Linked DNA regions of Sus scrofa: regions 1 and 3 are each linked to region 2. Evidence: chromatin contacts called from public Hi-C and HiChIP or PLAC-seq data. All regions are on one chromosome and are shown on one strand. The core of a region is the stretch at or near the end of the contact, and the rest is flanking DNA. Distances in the headings are between cores, read along the strand shown. Region 1 overlaps DOT1L (histone-lysine N-methyltransferase, H3 lysine-79 specific). Region 2 has its middle 6.0 kb from the start of MKNK2. Region 3 overlaps DOT1L (histone-lysine N-methyltransferase, H3 lysine-79 specific).

Region 1 (3,790 bases), core at 992-3,491, 160 kb before region 2:
GAGGTTTCCAGCCTGCTGCGCGCACCGGCGCATTCTATTTTTGTGCTTCCTGCGCCCGGAGGCGCGGCTGTGCCCGGGCTCTGGCTTTTCCGGTTGGGCAGCTCCCAGTCGCCCAGGCGGGTGGCCTGAGCGATGGGCAGGGCAGGGAGGTGTCCCAGGGAACGGAAACTGAAAGTGGGGGAGAGCCTTCAAAACTCCAGCTGATCCACCTGCCTGCCCTGTTCCTGCACAAGTCGGGTGCTGGTTGGCTGGCCGGTGCGTTTTTCAAAATATAATTGTTTCTTTATCCTCAGTAGACATGAAGTAGAGTTCACATAGCACACAGTTCTAGGAGTTTTGACAGATCATCACCATCAGACAGCAGAACAATTCCATTATCCCACCTGCTACTGGCCACTAGCCTCCTAGCCACTCATCTCTCTTTTTGGCATTTCCAGAAAGCCAGGTAAATAGAAGTAACAGCATGTAGCTTTTTGATTCTGGCTGCTTTTACTCAGCAAAACGTATCTCAGATTCAACTGTATTGTTGCTAATATCAGAAGTCACTTCTTTATCTTGCTGTGTTTCCATTTTTCATTTGTCCATTCATTCATCTGTGGGTAGCAGGACTTGTGGGGTGATTGCAGTTTTGAAGGGATGGGGGAAAGCTGCTATAAATATCCTGGGGCAGGTTTCCATGTGAACTTGGATATTCACCTCACTTGGGAAAACACTCGGGAGTGGGACTGGGGTCTTGGCTCTTCGTATGTTTAATAAAAACACTTGGGCATCTTAGAAATTGCTATGTTTGGGAGTTCCCGTCGTGGCTCAGTGGTTAATGAATCCGACTAGGAACCAAGAGGTTGTGGGTTCGATCCCTGGCCTTGCTCAGTGGGTTAAGGATCTGACGTTGCCGTGAGCTGTGGCGTAGGTTGCAGACGCAGCTCAGATCCTGCATTGCTGTGGCTCTGGTGTAGGCTGGTGGCTACAGCTCTGGTTCAACCCCTAGCCTGGGAACCTCCATATGCCGCGGGACCGGCCCAAGAAATGGCAAAAAGACAAAAAAAAAAAAAAAATTGCTACATTGAGTATTGGAAGCGTTTAGAAAGCCACAATGGCGCAGCACTCAGGCACTTGAAACTAAGATGAAGTTCATCTGGAGGTGGTCGTGTTGTCCCCATCACCAACTTTTATTTGGGGCAGAGCAAAGCCACAGAGATTTGTAACTCTTGTAAATAAGGCCTCGTGTATCCAGGCCCTGGTTGGGACCTGGCTTTCTGGTGGCAGGTGGTTCTGAAGTGGAGAGTGTCTTTCCACTGTTGGCCGGGGCCTTTCTTGGCAGGGTGTGGGTGTGCGCTGCTTGCCTGATGCTCCACCTGACGTCAGCAGCCATTCCTGCTGTGGCTGTTTCACTACCAGGCCGGTGGTCACAAGGACCCCGTGAAGTGCTTAGTGAGCCACAACCTTCCTCAGGCTTTATGGTGACATCTGCTACCCTTCTATGTCCCCCCTGAGGAATCTTGCTTTCTCACGGGAAATGAGATGGCAGTGCTTTTTAAGAGTTCCTATTTTATGATGACTTGGTGATGAATACGTTAAGAAAATGGGCTACTTTCAGAAGCTCGACTTTTCAGAAGGTCAGATTACTCATGTGACCACACTTTTGAAATGACTGAGCTTGTTTGTTCATTGATTCATTCATTCTCCAAGTACCTCCCGAATAATTCACTGTGTTCCAGGGGACACAGAGGGTAGTAGACAATATTCTTAATCTCAAGAAACACAAACAAAGGATGGCTGGGAGGTAATCTATAAACATAGACGTCCAGTAGAGGTGTATTGTCAGGCATATATCTGCTGAGGTCCCAGAGGGAGGGGCTGGAGGAGGTGTGGGTGGCTTCTCTGAGGAGGGGACATCCACAGGGGGAAGTACAAGCAACCACAACCGTCCACACATGGAAATGTCCAGCCTTGAAAACGGGCTTAAGCTCAGTTGACAAATAGGAGGGCGGGGGTATCGAGCGGGACTTGTTCCATCTGTGGCCGCGGGTTCCCTAATATCGACTTATAGCTCATGGTGGCATTTCTAAAGCAGGACGGCCCTTCTTTTGGTGCAAAAACGGAGTCTCAGCTCAGAGGGAGCAGGTGGTCTGGGCGAGAGCCTGCTAGGGTGTGCAGTGGTCCTTCCCTCTGTGACTCACCCAGGCTGTGGGTGTGGAACAGCCCAGGGTGACTGTCCCCGCCCCCGGCTTCCTCCTGAGAGCCCACGAGTCTCTGATGAATGCCCGCTGAGCAGTCATGCCCTTAACTCGGCTGTGAGTAGTAGCTGAAGTGGGCGGCTGGCCGAGTGAGCCATCCCTCCCTGTGACTCACGGAGTATTTTCTGATCTTACCTCTGCTGTGAGTCCTGCCTAATCCATCTAAGGTACAAGGCAGATTAACCCTTTGATGGCTTTCTTTGGGTGAAGTAGCCACCTTAAAAGAGGAAAGGATAGTCAGAAAAGTCCGGTGTGTGTGGCTCTTAGCTTTGGTCCCCCAAGAGCCAACTGCCAGTACTCAGGAACTGTGTACTGTTCCTGGTGGGGGGAGCCTGAGGCAGCCAGAACTTTGGATGTGTATTAGGGGAGGAGGTGACAGAGCTACAGGGGGCCTGCCCCCACCAGTCTCTCTTTTTTTTTCTTTCTTTTCTTTTTTTGTCTTTTTCTCTTTTTAGGGTCGCATCCACAGCACATGGAGGTTCCCAAGCTAGGGGTCTAATCAGAGCTACAGCTGCCAACCTACACCACAGCCACAGCAACGACAGATCCTTAACCCACTGAGCAAGGTCAGGGATCGAACCCACAACCTTATGGTTCCTAGTCGGATTTGTTTCCACTATGCCATGATGGGAACTCCTCTTTTATTTCTTAATTAAACTTTTAATTTTGAGGTAATCATAGATTCTTGCTCAGCTATAAGAAATAACAGAGACATCCTGTGTTCTCTTTACTCAGCTTCTCCCAGTGGTGGTACCTTACAAAACTACATGATGATATAATTGGTTTTGGCATAGTCGAGATAGAGTGTTTTGGGGTCCACTTTTTGTGTGCGTGTGTGCCCTTGGCATGCGGAAGTTCCTGAGCCAAGGATTGAACCTGCACCACAGCAGTGACCCATGCTGCTGCAGTGACAATGCCAGATCCTTAACCACTGAGCCACCAGGGAACTCCAGGGGTCCATCTTTGGATGCAGGGACCCACATGAGACACCAGCACGGCCTCAATGAACACTCGGGGTATTGCTCAATGCCACAGGCCTGAGAGACCTGGCTGGTGGGAACAGGAGGAACAGCTTGGAGAGACAGAGAAGGTGCCAAAGAGGCTTCCAGGCATCACCCTGAGGTGGAAAAAGGAACATGACTGTCATCCTATAGCCAAGGAGACAAGGCACAGGCACTGGGGAATACCGAGCAACAGGACCCCTAGGAGACAGAAAACAAGAAGGGGGGAGAGGGGTTTCCTGTGTTGCCCCTCAGTGCCTCCCTCATCACCCGCCTTTGCTCCATCCTATAAACCCGTGAGAGGGAAACTTCTGGATGAAATATAAGGTTGTTATTAAAATAGCAAACTGGGGAGTTCCCGCCGTGGCTCAGCGGTTTATGAATCTGACTAGCATCCATGAGGATGAGGGTTCGATCCCTGGCCTCGCTCAGTGGGTTAAGGATCCGGCGTTGCTGTGAACTGTGATGTAGGTCGCAGATGCAGCTCAGATCTGGCACACTGGCAGCTACAGCTCCACCTGGACCCCTAGCCTAGGAACCTCCATATGCTGC
Region 2 (3,672 bases), core at 851-3,350:
CCAGATCCTTAACCCACTGAGCGAGGCCAGGAATCAAACCCGCAACCTCATGGTTACTAATTGGATTCGTTAACCACTGAGCTATGATGGGAAATCCAAGGCTGCTTATTTTAACAGCTGGAGGCTGTGACACTTCTGGGATATCTCCAGCTTCACACCTTAGAGGGCCATGCTGCACCCACAGGTCATTCTTTTACAGAGGAGACAATAATGTTCTTGTCATGGCTCAGTGGTTAGTGAACCTGACCAGTATCCATGAGGACGCAGGTTCAATCCCTGGCCTTGATCAGTGGGTTAAGGATCCAGCATTGCCATGAGCTGTGGTGTAGGTCTCAGACACGGCTCAGATCTAGCATTGCTGTGGCTGTGGTGTAGGCCAGCGGCTACCACTCCAATTGGACCCCTAGCCTGGGAATCTCCATATGTCACGGGTGCAGCCCTGAAAAGACAAAAAAAAAAAAAAAAAAAAAAAAAAAAAAAAAAAATGCTTAATACTAGTGGTGTGCTTTATCATTTTACTTTATTTTGAACTAGTTTTGGACTTACAGAAAAGTTGCACAAATTGTACTGTGAGGTCCTGGATGCCCTCCGCCCAGTTTCCCCTAAAGCTAACATCTTAAGTCGCCCCAGGAAACAAGGGTCAAACAGGACACCCCAAGTTAGTGGTGTCTCTGCGTGCTGGGGCTGGAAGTGATGGAGGAACAGGAAAGAGGGACACCAGGAAGTAGCTGGGTCCATATCACAAAGCCTAACATGGACTAGGGACCCCACCTAGCTAATTGTCCCCCTCCTCCCCAGATCTCTGGGCCCAGCCTCCCCTCCAGATGCCAGCCTATTGTTTGACACCAACTGTGGCAGAGACTGGGCAGGACCCCAGGCATCTCCACACCTCATAGACCACCCCTGGGGGCACTCCAGGCTTGAGACCCGCAGGGTGCAAGTCAGTAGTTTGGGCAGGGGCTTGCCTGTGTGTGTGTCTGTGTGTGTATTTGTGTGACTTTTGCTGCTGTCTACTCCCAGGATCAGCCACTGTGACTTCTTACCCCTGATTACTGTTTCATTGACCTGGGCCACCTGATAGCAGAGAAGAGGGCCCATTTAGAGTGGGTACATTACGGCTGTGGCCATTGCCGCCCAGAGTCCACAGGAAACAGTCCCTCACCACCAATCGCCTTTGCTTTCTGCTATCGGAACCGAGGGCTATTGGGGACAGTGCCAGGACACTGGGACTTGAGGACAGGAACCAACCTCCTGGACCTACAGACGGAGATAGAGTCCTCCTAAGGGATGTTCCCTGGACCCTGGGGAGTAGTGATTCCAGGGGCCCAGGCCTGGGGACAAATCCGGCCCCCCGGTGCCTAACGGTCTTTTGAGGGGCGCGCTCGCCCTAAAGCTGCAGGGTGTGGGTCATCCTCAGAGGTGGGGCGAGGGGGTGGCTGCGGGGCCCTTTCCTAAGAACTGAGAGCTCTGAATGCGACGCCCCCGTGCCCCTGGGTAAACTGAGGCTCAGGGAGACCTGCGGACCCCTTACCGCTTGGTTGTGCGCCAATACGGTGAGACGCTCGTGGTTCCTTTAAAGGGGCGTGATCCTCCTAGTGTGGCCTCGACTACAACAACCTCATTGGCAGGAGAGCAGCCCCCCCCCCAGGTCACGCCCCACACATTCAGTCTCTGGAATTCTATTGGCCCAGGGCCAAGGCCCCACCTCCCACTCCCTGAGAGCCGGGGCGCTGTGCCTAGTTCGGTGACGCAAACGCGTTGCTCTGGTAACTCTTCCCGCCTCGGGGCCTAGGGGCCCAGCGCGTGAACCAGGGCGCAGGCGCGGCCACCCGGATACCCAGGGCACCCGGCCCAGGACCTGCAGTCCACCGTGTCCCCGCCACCGACCCCCGCCGACCGCCAGCACAGAGCAATGGGCGAAAGTCTCCCTGGGCAGCCCCGCTACGCGGTTGAGGAAGAAGCACCCAGGGAAGGCATGCCTGGCGGGGGTCACGGCGTGGGAACTGGGCTGGGCGCCTCTGGCGTCCCGCTGCAGAGGGCGGGGAGGGTTCAAAGGCGCCAGGTCACACGCCCGGCAGCAGATCGGCTGGAGCGTTTAGCAGCACAAGCAAATCCAACCCCGGGGGAGGACATTCCTGGAGCCTGGTCCCTGCGCCAGCCCCGTAGTCAGACAGAACACCGCCGCCCCCTTCCCGCCTCCCGCCGCAGTGGCCTCTGGGGCCTCCAGCAGGTCAGCAGAACTGGGCCCAGGAGTCCAGGCTGCGAGGTCTATGGGCCCCCTGAACACATCGATCCTGACCCCAGACCCATCAGAATCCCTGGTCAGGAAGCAGGAGTCAGTTGGCCTCCCCCCCGCCCCGCCCTGATTGGACTTGCCTCATTTTGCTCATCTGCTAAATGGGAACTCTAGGTTACTGCGGATATTAGTGCCTGTAATGAGCCTCCTAGGGACACCATAAAAAGTTACCATAGATTTAGGTGTTCAAAATGATAGAACTTTATTCTCTGACAGTCCTAGAGGTCAAAAGTTTCAGAGGGCAAACCCAGATGTGGTCAGGGCTGGTCCTTCTGTAGACTCCAGGGGAGAGTCAGTTCCTACATCTTCTGCTTCTAGAGGCACTTCATCCCTGGCCTGAGGCCCCTTCCTCCATCCTCACAGTCAGCAGCCTGGCATTTCCCTTCTTTGCCTTTGACACCCCACCCCCCGCCTTCCTCTTATAAGGACCCTGTGGTGACACTGCCCACCTCCCTAATCCAGATCATCCCCATCTCACAGCCCTTAATCTCATTTGCAAAGAAGGCTGCCTCATAAGATTTTATATCCACAGTTTCTGGGGAAAGCCCTTCCAACTCTCCTCAAAACTAAGGGCTCACGTTTGTGATGCCTGGGTCACTGCTGGGGAGTAGGTCAGCTGGGAGTGGGCGACCTGGCTCCCCAGAGAGCCACCTTGGTGTCCACTGCCTTGGACCACGGGGCAGAAAGAAAATGGGACAAAAAGCAAGTGCCCTGTCCCCGATCACTGGGGCAGAGTGGTGGCCTTTGGCCATCTGTTGGGCCAGCACTGCTCAGCCTGCAACCACGCCCCCAACCCTCCCTTGGGGACTTTCACTGATTGACCCCTGGGAGGCTCCACAGCACCCCCACTCCCCTCCAGGCTGCCATCACAGCAGGACGGGCCCCACAGCTGCCAAAACACCCACATCCAGGAAGGCAGGCCAGCTCTCAGAGCTGCTGGCCACACCCGCCCCTGCTTTCCTTTCTCCCTGCCCTCTCCCCACCCCCAAAGAGGACAGCGGGCCTGGCTCTGTCCCCAGGACTGCTGAGCCATTGGAATGGAGCAGGCTGTGAGTCAGCCAGTAGGAAGGGACACTTACAGCCACTTGCATCAGATGTTCCTGCTGCCGGGCCCCACGTCCAGAGGCCCCAGCCCAGCAGTGATGATCCTGCCTGTCACCCTCCCTTATCTGGGGGATGGATAAGACCTGGGGCTTGTGGTTCCTGTCCCTGGGGATCCAGACAGGTGGGAACATGCAGAGGGGGTATAGGCCAGGCTGTGTGCCAGCCCAGGAGTCTAAATCCACCTGCTTATGCCCAGAGTCACCCCAACCCCAAGTGCCTGATCCCAGCACCAGCTCCACAGGGCCAGCCCCAAGCATGGGATTTCAGATAAA
Region 3 (3,665 bases), core at 1,113-3,612, 130 kb before region 2:
GAGCCACATCTGTGACCTACACCACAGCTCACAACAATGCTGGATGCCTAACCCACTGAGTGAAGCCAGGGATCGAACCCAGAACCTCATGGTTCCTAGTTGGATTTGCCTCCGCTGCGCCACAACGGGAACTCCAACCCCAAATTCTTAATCACTAGACCATCAGGACACTCCCATTTGTCTAGTTCTTCTTTGATTTCATTCGTCTGAGTTTTGTAGTTTTCCTTATGTATGTTTTCTACATATTTTGTACCTATTTCTTTCTTTCTTTCTTTCTTTCTTTTTTTTTTTTTTTTTTTTTGGTGCTGATAAAAATGGTATTATCTTCTTAATGTCAAATTCCACTTGTTTATTGCTGATTTGTAGGAAAGCAGTTGACCTCTGTATCCGGTATAGTAACTTACAGTGATACCTTTATCCTGCAACCTTGCTATAGTTGTTATATTAGTTCCAGGGGTTTTTTTGTTGTTGTTGTTGATTCTTTGGATTCTCTTCATAGACAATCCTGTCACTCACCCTTTCTTTCTTTCTCTCTCCCTCCCTTTCTTTCTTTTTCTTTCTTTCTTTCCCTTTTTATGGCCACACCTGTGACATATGGAAGTTCCTAGGCTAGGGGTTGAATCAGAGCTGTAGCTGCTGGCCTTTAGCATAGCCACAGCAATGCAGGATCCAAGCCACATCTGTGACCTATGCTGCAGCTTGTGCTAATACCGGATCCTTAGCCACTGAGAGAGGCCATGGATTGAACCCACATCCTAATGGATTCTAGTCAGGTTCTTAGCCTCCTGAGCCACATCAGAAACTCTGATCCTGTTGCCTTTGAACATGTCTTCCCATTCTCCACCCTTTCCTTTCTTGTCTTACTGTGTTAGCTGGAGTGTGGACAAGCGTGGCAAGAGGGCAAGGCCTAGAGTTTCTTGCCATGAATGTGATGTTAGCTTTGGGTATTTTTGTGGATGTTCTCTTTCACATTGACAGAGTGCTTCTCTATTCTTGTTTTTCTGGAAATTTTTATCTTGTGTTCATGCTGTTTGTGTATTTGTCAACATGATGGTGCAATTTTATTCTTTGGCCTTTTGATGTGAGGAGCACGGAGGTTGAGCCAGCCCTCTGCTTCTGGGATCAATCCTACTTAGTCCTATGGTATATAGTTCCTTCATGCATTGTCGAGTTTGGGGTTTGATCCTATTTTGTCGAGGGGATTTGCACCCCTGAGGGGACCAGTTTTTGGTTTTCCTTTCTTTCGATGTCTCGATCTTGTGCCAGGGTGGTGCTGGTGCATAACTTCTCCTCTGCTTTTTTTGCAGCAGGACTTGCACATCCACAGCACAAACCCAGAACCCCTTCCTTGCTGCTCGTGGAATTTCTTGAAGATTCTCTACCCTCCATGGAAAGTGAAGGGGTGTATCCTCTGGCCCCCACATGTCCCTCCCACATCTGAAGACCTCTGGCATTCCTTGTTCAGGCTGAGGGCAGTCAGTCCCATTGGTTTGTTTCCAGGAACCTTCCTTCTTGCACCAGATCCACCAGTATGCTGCTGAGAGTTCCTGGGCAGCATACCATATTCCTGAGACCTCATGACCTAAGACATAGGCTTTTTTTTTTTTTTTTCTTTTTTCCTTTTTAGTGTCACACCTGTGGCATATGAAAGTTCCCAGGCTAGGGGTCAAATTGGAGCTGCAGCTGCCAGCCTACACCACAGCCACAGCAATGCCAGATCCAAGTTGCATCTGTGACCTTTGCCACAGCTTGTGGCAACCCTGGGTCCTTAACCCACTGAGCGAGGCCAGAGATCAAACTCTTGTCCTCATGGATACTAGTCAGGTTCATTACTGCTGAGCCACAATGGGAATTCCAGACATGGGCTTTTACATTGAGAAAGTACCCCTGCCTCTGGTGAGAGGGCCAAGGGTTCGAGCATGTATTGCAAAGTCTGCGTTGGTGCAGGCCCCAGGGATGCCCCCGTCCACCTGCTGCAGCCTCTGCCACTTTCCTTGGAGTGTGTTTTCGGCTGCTGGTGCCTACCCCATGGCTGGAGGGAGAGGTGGCTGCTTGCCCTGGAAGGTTGCCTCTCACTTCTTCCTCCCCTTGGCACTGCCAGGCAGCAACGCCTGGCCCGGTGGTGTCTCCAGGGGTCAGTGGCACATCAGTTGGAGCACTGGCAGGGCTCCCTGCATGGAAACCTTGCTCATCAGCTGCACCGTGGCCCCTACAAAGTGGCTGGAGCAGAGCTCAGCTCAGAGGACACTTGGTTGCGGCCTTGGTGGCCATGTCTGGAGCAGCTGGCTCCAGGCGGCCCTGCTCCAGGCGGGCATAGTGACAGTCCCTGCCGAACACTCAGATTTGGCAGGAGCTTGTGTGCTGGGTCTGGAGGGCCCTCCCTGCGGCTCTGTGTGGCTTGGATCAGGCGCCTGGGCTGGCAGGCGGAGTCCTGTCTCCGTCACTGAGTAACTGAAAAGGGAACGAGGCCAATGGAGCCTAAGAATAGCCCAGCATGCTTTTCCCAGTATCAGAGCTTGTCCCCTCCCTACGCTGGCTTCTGCCGGCATCTGTCACACCTCGGGGCACCCCCTCTGGCTGGAAATACCCGGGTAACCATGTGCTGCTGGCACTTGGTGGTGACCCTGGCACAACAGCAGGTGCCTGTGTCCAGGAAATGCCTCAGGGGAAGGGCCCCGGCCAGGCATCTGGCCAGGGGGTGGCGTGGGCTCCCTCTGGGTGAGGCTGCCCCTCCCAGGAGGCTCGTCCATGGTCGGGTGGTCTGGTACTGCACTGTGTCTGTGTCCCTGAGCTGCTCCTGGGTCAGTAGCACAGTTACAGCCCAGGGCCACCCGTCAGCAGCTCTGGCCCCCCCGTCTCTGGGGTAAGCCACCCTGGTCTCCCTGTAGGAATGGGTGCTTCCTGGAGGCCATGCTCTTTCCCTTGAGATTGGAGTATGTGTTCCGTACAGTGGTGGGTGGTGGCTCAGGAGGACGTCTGTGGTGATGCTGAATGTCCTGGGTGGGGATGTCCCTGTCCTGCTTGTGTCTCCCCGTGGCAAGGACGGCCATGCAGATAGCAGCCCTCTTGCCTGTGCAGGCTGGGGGCGCTCCTTGTCTGTGCTCCCATAGCATTCCTCCTTAGCTGGGGGTCTTGGTTACCTTGAGGTCGGTCACGAGCCCCTGCTGAGGGTTATAGGAAAGCCATGCACATTTTTCTGCTGCTGCTGACTCGGGCACTTTGGCCTCAGTGACTCGGAGCCATCTCAGCCAGTCACCATCATCAGCCAGTACAGGGCTGGCAGGTGAGGATGGGACAGTGGCTGTGTTCTTGCCTTGCTGAACAGTAGCTCTGTGGCTTGACATGGTGTGGCTTGAATGGGGAGCAATAGCAGGCCCAGGAGGGGAGGATCCAGAGACCCTGGAGAGAGAAGTCCCAGGGGAAGAGCCTGACAGGCCCAGGACGCAGCAGGGACAGGACAGCAGAATCAGCAGAGGGAGGAGGCATGGGGTGGGTCCACGGCACCAGACACAGCTTTCAGAGTCCACGGGTGCGCCTAATCTCCCTCAAACGTGACACCACAGCAGAGGTGCAGCCCCCAGGGGGCTCACAGAACCCAGCCCGGGTTCTCACTGGGGCTGGTCATGAAGAGACCCCAGATACTGAGAGGACAGCAGGAGCCTATG

The links. A called contact is a pair of places that touch in the nucleus more often than the background predicts. HiChIP or PLAC-seq counts read pairs in DNA pulled down with a chosen protein or histone mark.
Region 1: a contact with region 2 is called in an H3K27ac HiChIP or PLAC-seq map of alveolar macrophages. The contact joins two enhancer-like sites. A contact is called at or near these places in 1 of 47 Hi-C or Micro-C datasets (embryonic fibroblasts) and 1 of 2 datasets of contacts at active chromatin or transcription factors (alveolar macrophages).
Region 3: a contact with region 2 is called in a Hi-C map of liver, with 6 times the contacts expected there. The contact joins two enhancer-like sites. A contact is called at or near these places in 2 of 47 Hi-C or Micro-C datasets (heart right ventricle and liver).

What each region holds. Positions count from the first base shown.
Region 1 is chr2:76,340,855-76,344,644 of Sscrofa11.1, forward strand. All of the region lies in intron 1 of DOT1L (histone-lysine N-methyltransferase, H3 lysine-79 specific), which reads left to right. Among named protein-coding and RNA genes, the nearest start is that of DOT1L, 3.3 kb to the left of the region's middle. Within about 2 kb of position 2,242, at least 30 of the 83 cell types and tissues checked have an H3K27ac peak or open chromatin away from gene starts, as enhancers often do. A contact at or near this core is called in alveolar macrophages and embryonic fibroblasts, where this site is marked.
Region 2 is chr2:76,502,486-76,506,157 of Sscrofa11.1, forward strand. No RefSeq gene overlaps it. Among named protein-coding and RNA genes, the nearest start is that of MKNK2, 6.0 kb to the right of the region's middle. Within about 2 kb of position 2,101, at least 75 of the 83 cell types and tissues checked have an H3K27ac peak or open chromatin away from gene starts, as enhancers often do. A contact at or near this core is called in alveolar macrophages, embryonic fibroblasts and liver, where this site is marked.
Region 3 is chr2:76,372,674-76,376,338 of Sscrofa11.1, forward strand. The region is part of intron 7 of DOT1L (histone-lysine N-methyltransferase, H3 lysine-79 specific); the gene reads left to right. Among named protein-coding and RNA genes, the nearest start is that of SF3A2, 30 kb to the right of the region's middle. Within about 2 kb of position 2,363, at least 25 of the 83 cell types and tissues checked have an H3K27ac peak or open chromatin away from gene starts, as enhancers often do. A contact at or near this core is called in liver, where this site is marked.